Regions from separate parts of the Rattus norvegicus genome. Here region 1 is linked to region 2. Evidence: chromatin contacts called from public Hi-C data. All regions are on one chromosome and are shown on one strand. Each heading gives the region's core, a stretch centred on a gene start, on an enhancer-like site or on the middle of the called end of the contact. The rest is flanking DNA. Distances are from core to core; before and after follow the strand shown. Region 1 overlaps Ppp2r5e (protein phosphatase 2 regulatory subunit B', epsilon). Region 2 overlaps Ppp2r5e (protein phosphatase 2 regulatory subunit B', epsilon).

Region 1 (3,698 bases), core at 217-2,716, 42 kb after region 2:
ACAAATTTTCTAGGAGAGTTATTTCCACTTTTGTGTGATTTGGCTTTTGGAAATAAAAATAAGATACATTAACTAAATGATTTATATGGGGGATAAATCAAAAATTATAACAATTGTCTACCAGACTATTTCTTACTTATTAGGAAAACTATAATCATGGTACCCACAAAATAGAGAGCTGGAAACACATCCAGAAAGTAAAGTAAGCATCACTTAGGTTTTGTCCTGGAGGGTTCTGTCACTCTGACAACATTTCTGAGGCAGGGATGTGATGGCTCAGTGGGGAGAGACCTGCTGCCAAACCTAGCGACCTGACTTCTGTCCCCAGGACATGTGTGGTAGAAGGAAGATCACTAACTTATCCTCTGACTTCCACATTTACACTACAGTATGGTAGCACACATAAAACACACACATATGCACACAAAATAAAAAATAATAATAATTTTAAAAACTATTTTAGAGGTTGAGGATGTAACTTGGCAGTAGCATGCTTGCCCAGCAAGTGCCAAGCCTTGGGTTTGGGTCTCAGCTCTAAAAAAAAAAAAAAAAAGAAAGAAAAAGAAAAAGAAAAGAAAAGAAGAGAAAAGAAAATTTTTTTCTTATTACCAGAAATAATAGAAGAAAAAGGCTGTCTGAGCTTCTTGGCCTTTGTGCTTTGCGCTGTGGCACAATAGTGTACAAGGAGGGAGGGCATAGTGGAAGAAGTCTATCCTCTTCATAGCAACTGAGAACCAAAGAAGAACAAAGGAGATCCTAATATCATCTCCCAGAGCGCACAGCCAGTGACCTAACTCCCTGAAAGGAGCCCCTTCCTCCTAAGGCTCCATTTTCTCCCAGCATTGCCACAGGATGGCAACCAAGCCATCAACACACAGATACTAAATAACCAGCAGGAAAAACAAAGCAAATACATAAAGCCTTTGGGACTACTCCAGATCCAAATCAATAGCTATCCACACATACATTTTAAAACAGCCGTGGTGCTTACTGGGTGTCACAGGACATGCCCTCGATTCCAGCACTCAGGAGTCAGAGTCAGAACTCTTTAAGTTCCAGGCGAGTCAGGACTACACAGTTAAGACTGTCTGCTAAAAGTTAAAACAAATAAAGTAATTAAAATAGGGCTAGGGGTTGAGGCCAGGGCCCTGCATCCAGGAGACAAACATACCACTGAGCCATAGCCACAGCCCACGTAAGTTGCATAGGAACTGTATTTTCAAAACAAATTAGTAAGAGTAGTTACATCAACTCACATTTTTGTAAAGTTCTTTAATGTTCATTTAGAAAGTACTAGTATCCAAAATCTCAAGCCCACTCTGGCTTAATTTTTTTGAAGTATTGAACAGCTTCTAGAAAACTCCATGATCTGCTCATGAGAAAATAAAAGCATGTATTGTCAGTACTGTTATAAAAAGGGTGACTTCACAGGCTGTGAGTCATCTCAGGGACCTCCAGGAGGCCCAGTGCAAACTGGACACTCAGGACACTGGGGAGGGAATCCAGCCCTGGGCTATGCTCTGCTCTATTACAGAGCGGTGCCCTGGCCTGCCCCAGCATATTTTGACAATACCTGGTTCGGGATCTGGGATATACACTGAGAATGCACAAGATCTGCCTCCACTTCTAATTTGCCTCTACAACAGAGTAAATCCCTTCACTTCTCTAGGTCCTAATTATCTCTCAAAAGGGGGAAAAGAGCATCTGTCTCCTGTCCATCACTCCCTGCTTTCATAATACTGAAATTGCACAGACTTGCACTCAGGGCTCTTTGGAAGATTAACTTCTCCTTATGGAAAGCTCCTGAGTATTACACAGGTGGCAGCTCCACCTGTCTGCCCCAAGCATGCTCACCTGTTCACACGGCACTTTGCCAAATGAACCGACTGGTTTGTTGACCCACCCTTACAACACAGAGAATGAGCACAGCGCTGACTTCCAAGGCTGGCACAATAAAACCAAGAAGTGGCTGTCTACCTAATTCTGTGTAGGCAGCACCCAGGAGAGTACTGTCAGCACATGTAAATTCTTCCTGATAAATCATACCCAGAAATGACAGCCCCAGAGAATAGAAAAGCCTGAAGAGGCTTCTCTGAGCCTGCAGATTACATTCACACTAGTAAAAAGAAACTGGCAGAGGGGGAAAAAAAAATACATGTACTCCATATTAGGTTGAACTGTAGGAAATTTCCAATTTTATAAGTCAAAAATCGTCAGACGTTGGGACTTTCTTTTGTCTCAATTTAACATAATGCTTTATTTTGTTATGGGCACTGGAACTAGGAGTGTTAACACTGCCAAAAGACAACGACCCTCAACCTGGAAGACACAGACAGCACTTTGCAAAGGCAAATGCGCCTTGTGTTACTTTGTTGTGTAAATGTTTATACTCAAAAAGCAGAAAAGGATCCCACGGTGAACCCTGACATGCCCACAGCTAACTCCGGCAATTAATGAGCTTGGCCAACACTGCTCCACATATAACTTTCTAAGGGACTTCATCTCCAAAGCACTGACTTCCTTATGCTATCTGCCTGAACCCTGCTTATCTCTAAACTGAGTCCTCTTTGTTCAGTTAACCTTTCAAAATCCTCCCTACTCAAATTTACAAAGGAGATGCACACCAAGACAGACTTAATGCTCTCTAATCCCCAACCAGAGCATAGCTCACTTCTTCCCTTCTCTCACCAGATAGGGCCAGCTGACATCCTGGTATAAATGCTAAGAAAATGAATAGCTTACAATTAGAAAACCAATTATTTTGCAAGTCTGGTAGTTTCTCTGCTTTCAACAATATTGAAAGGAATGTCTGTTGTAGTTAAATCTGAAGTCTCTCTCTCTCTCTCTCCCTCTCCCTCTCCTGCTCCCCCCCACCCACCGCACCCCCACACACAACGTGTTTCCCAGCTTAGTGACACTATTCCAGTAAGTTCTGGAACTTTTGAGATGTATCTGACGAACAGAGGCCACTAAGGCCCTTCTGCTCTGAGCGCTCCAGTTTCTGTCTAACAACTGGATATGACCAGCTACTGTAAGCTTCCATTGCAATGCCTTCCACACCATGATGGGTGGGACCTGCTCAAACAGGGGTTGTCAACCGGGGGGTCTCAACTCTTCTGGGGGTTAAATAACACTTTTATAGGCGTCTTATACCAACCAGATGTTTACACTATGATTGGTAACAGTAGCAAAATAATTAGTTATAAAGTAGCAATGAAAGTAACTTTATGGTTGAGGATCATCGCCACAAGAGGAATATTAAGGGTCGCATGACTGAGGTTGAGAACCACTGCTCTAAACTGAGACAAATAAACTTCTCCTCCCTTAGGCTGCCTTTGTCAAGTACTTCTTCCCCAGCAATAGGAAGAGCTAACAATCACAGAGTCCAGCTGTAATTGAAAACAATTTTGGCAATAGATTTTTTTTTTTTAACCTAAGTTCAAGGCCTGAGTGATACTGCAATTGCAGAACTCTTCCCAATTCTCTCTCAATTATCGGTAAGGTCTGCAGTGCCTTAGCACAGTACAATACAAGAATTCAAGTAGGGAGACTTCATTCTGAACTGTCCTCCTGCCAATCACCAAAACCCATCCATGAACAAAGAACTCTTATTGTAAGGCAAAGCCCTATTCGCATTACAATAGTAGTAGAAGCAATTCTATTCACTATTTTATTGTTTTTTACTGAAATGTTTAATA
Region 2 (3,738 bases), core at 747-3,246:
TCTGAGGAGCCAGCCGCTAATATTCCCACCGGAAGGGGGTGGGGGGCGCTAGGATGCAGCCCTCACATTAGTGCAATAGCTTAGGAAACTAATTTAACCTTCTATTTCCTATCATTATGTACACTTTTAACTGCAGGTTCTTTAGAATGATGTCTTAACAATTTTTTAAGTTCAGGAAGATAAATTGAAATATTAAGTCTTTGCTGAATTTTAGTGGGACTTCAAGTGTGTGCAGAAAATGCTCTGCAGATGATGACAATGGCCTGACTCTTCACTGGGATGCACACCTTGAGATGGAGGGCATTTTCAGACAAACACTTTCTTAAAAATTTTATTTTCTCTCAGACAAAATTTCAATCCAGTTGGCTAGTATCAAGCATTACAAATAAGACAAATTTCCTTATCACCCAGTAAATAACCCCTGACCCATGCTCATGCAAGCAACCCTGATTCAACTTAGCAGGTTTAAAAATCAAGCCAGGTATGGTAGCACACGCCATAATCAGCAGAGCCCGGTAGACCTCTGGGATACATACACAGTAAGAATCTATTTCCAAAACTGAAAAGAAACTGAAAAAAAAAAAAAAAATCAGAGCAGGATGCAGTCCTGCTGAAGTCTCCATGACAGAAAGAGAGGTGACAGACTAGGGAAGGGAAATGACAAAAGTTTGCTATGCTCATACAAGAAGTCATTTAAAAAAAACAATAAAATATAACCAGATTTCCACCATTCAAAGGGGTTTTGATCTGTTTGTTTTTGAATTTTGTATCATCCAGAAAATACATATGAGAAAGACAGTAGAGGCCTACAAATCTCTTACAGTATATATAACTCACCAGATGACTGAAGAGCCAGATAACCTAAGAGACCAAACAGTATTAAAACTAACATAACTTGCCCAACCTTGGTCCTCTCAGAGGATCACACAGGACCACAAGCCTGAGGACAGGGTGTGGAAAATAGCCCTGGAAAGAGCCCCGTAACCACAACGGCAGGCAATGTACCCATAATAACCTATAGGCACTAAAAAAGGATTAGCCATGTTGCAAGTCTACGTAAAAAACTCTAGCGTGGGGAAAACATACACGCAGATTCCTGTGAGCCTTTCACAAGCTCAGTGAGTGAGCACCACACACAGGGGCTCCTGTCGGGTGCTGACGGACAGAGCTCAGTCCTTCTCTTCCACCCTCCCTCTCCTTCACGTTATTTCTCACTGTCCTCTGCAAACATTCCAACTCAAGGGAAATTGGCTTAGGAGCCCACACATTCAAGCATCTGTCTTCTTCTTTTAAGGAACGTTGGCCTCAAGAAAGGACACAAAAATAAGGAGTTGATACGTAAGTAAACTAAGTAGACAGCCTGGCACTGGTGCCCTGACAGTTTTCTCCACTCTTCCTCTCTCTCACTGCCATATGGCTCTGACCTTTGCATAAACTAAGGAAACCCACTAAGTGATATTGCAAAGACAGGCATACAAAGTCCCCGGGCACCTACTACTTAAAAAAAAAAAAGAACCCGGGGTATGTATTCTGTGACCTAATCACATGCAGCTAGCCCAAATATGAAAAGAGCTCTGTTCCTGGTTGAATTTCCAGGGGCAGGATGTAAAATGGTTCAGTTAAGGGAGTAAGACCTAGGCATTGGACCTGCAATACAGAGACCCAGTGGGTCACGGAAAAGTTTTGCACTGAAACCCAGTTCCTCTCTTCTGGCATGCTAATTAGCAAGCACATGAAACACAAAAGCATGCATTGATTTGCCAATATTTATTCTAATTTGGTCTCTTCCTTCCAGGAATCCCCATGCTAACCAGGAAGAGTTAATGGAGTTTCTTTATAACACATTTGAAAAGTCGAGTACCTGTAGGTGGGGCCATGATGCCTCGAGGGTAGGTTCATCTTCTTCTGGGTCGAATTCATTGCTGTCACTAGGAGGGAGAGTTCTGAATATATTGCAAGACACCTAAAAATAAACAAGCAGCAATCAGGTCCAAGTACCTCTGGCCGGTGCTCTGGGGACACAGTGCATTAGGGAATGCCACGGAACTGAAAACAGGGACTTCTTTCCACAGGCTCCGGGCTGCGACCACGTAGAGGCAAATCTGGAAAGCCCAAGGGTGACATCTGGCCGTCTCCGAAGCAGGACTTCTTGTCCTCACTGACACCCTACTCAAGCCCTGTGGCTGGCCGGGCGTGTCCCGTCAGAGCCCCACTGGTTTCCATACCCACCAAATGTGCTTCTAACAAACCCATTTACACTAATATACACAGAACTACCAATGGCTTGAAAGCACTTCCTTTCCCTGGCTCATTCACAATTCACACATTTATTGTTAAACTCATAATGAAACTTCTGACATTCACACACATTAAAAAAAAAAATTGGATCAGGAAAGAAATTTAAGAACCTTCCTAACATCCTTTAAAATCAAGCCTAATCTTGTCCCAGATGGTTTAGGAATTACTGTGGAAGCCCTTGACGAGCTGCATGTATGTCTAAAGCCCCACAACTCACCATTTCTTTGCCATAGGCGATATCTAAATTAGATGCTGACTGTCCAGCTTTAAGACTGGAGACTGTTGAAGAAGGACGAAGAAGACTCAACGGATTTCCTACTATGCATAGTACAAGACTGTCATCACAAAACAGCTATTTCTTAAACCTGCGAATGCTGTTCTCGGCTTCCTTTTTCATTTCCTTGCTAGCTCTTCTGCTCCATATTCACCTAACCTTGTAATCAGACACATCCTCTGACCTGAAGACTCAAACAGGAACAGCAGAGAAATGGATAGAAGGGGACAGAGGAGAGGGACAGAACATGAGAGGCCTTGCAGGATTTTGTACACGGTAGAAAATGATGAGCTACACTGTGCTGCTTTGAGTTTTCTTGTGTTTCACTGTGGAACCTGGGCTGGCTGCAAACTCAGGATCCACCTGCCTGCCTCTGCCTCCAGAGTACTGAGATTAAAGTACTGTGCCTGGCTGCTGTGCTGGTTTGAGAAAGGAAGGAGAAAAGCTTTAGAAGTCCCATGGGATCAATGTGTTTACAAGTTCTTATTAGTACTTATCGGTGTATACTCTGTTCTAGGCACTGAGAAAATAATAGTGAACAAAGAAAAGCCACCCTTCGTGAAAATTCTATTCTAGTTAAAGCTGCAATGTCCCATTTCCTAGTTATGAATAGTCAACATAGATGCGTAAGCTATGAAAGATGATTGGCTGTTTCTTGAAGTACAACAGGAAGTTGTAATGGATGGCGCACAGGGAAGTCACATGACTTGATTTGTCCTTTTAAATCAGTCCAGCAGTTCCAGAGAATTTAGGTAGTATGATAAGAACAGAGGTGGCTCAGACTAGGGGATGGCAAAGCAAACAGGATGTGTGGTTAAAGGGCATTGAAATGCTAGCTCAGTGGTTAAGCAAACTGACTGTTCTCCCAAAGGTCCCAGGTTCAATTCCCAGTACCCATGTGGTGGCTTACAACTTTCCATTAACTCCAGTACCAGGGGCCCTGACATCGTCTTCTGAACTTCACAGGTACCATGCATATACACATAAATACATGCACACACACACACACACACACACACACCCCGCACACGTAAAATTAATTAAGTGAATCATTTACAAAGAAACAAATAAACAAAGGATGGTTTCCCAAGATAAAGACTGGGAAGCAAAAGATGTTTTGTTTTGTTTGCTTGCTTTGGTAGAAAGACTCAGAGGTTCAGCTAAAG

The links. Hi-C and Micro-C count contacts between places; a contact is called where the count stands out from the background.
Region 1: a Hi-C map of liver shows a contact between it and region 2, with 1.8 times the contacts expected there. The contact joins two enhancer-like sites. A contact is called at or near these places in 3 of 12 Hi-C or Micro-C datasets (kidney and liver).

The regions. Positions count from the first base shown.
Region 1 is chr6:99,989,610-99,993,307 of GRCr8, forward strand. The region is part of intron 2 of Ppp2r5e (protein phosphatase 2 regulatory subunit B', epsilon); the gene reads right to left. Among named protein-coding and RNA genes, the nearest start is that of Ppp2r5e, 62 kb to the right of the region's middle. Within about 2 kb of position 1,467, at least 8 of the 93 cell types and tissues checked have an H3K27ac peak or open chromatin away from gene starts, as enhancers often do. A contact at or near this core is called in liver, where this site is marked.
Region 2 is chr6:99,946,910-99,950,647 of GRCr8, forward strand. Ppp2r5e (protein phosphatase 2 regulatory subunit B', epsilon) reads right to left here. Exons shown (of 12, transcript NM_001106740.1): 4 at 1,862-1,963. Among named protein-coding and RNA genes, the nearest start is that of Gphb5, 78 kb to the left of the region's middle. Within about 2 kb of position 1,997, at least 3 of the 93 cell types and tissues checked have an H3K27ac peak or open chromatin away from gene starts, as enhancers often do. A contact at or near this core is called in liver, where this site is marked.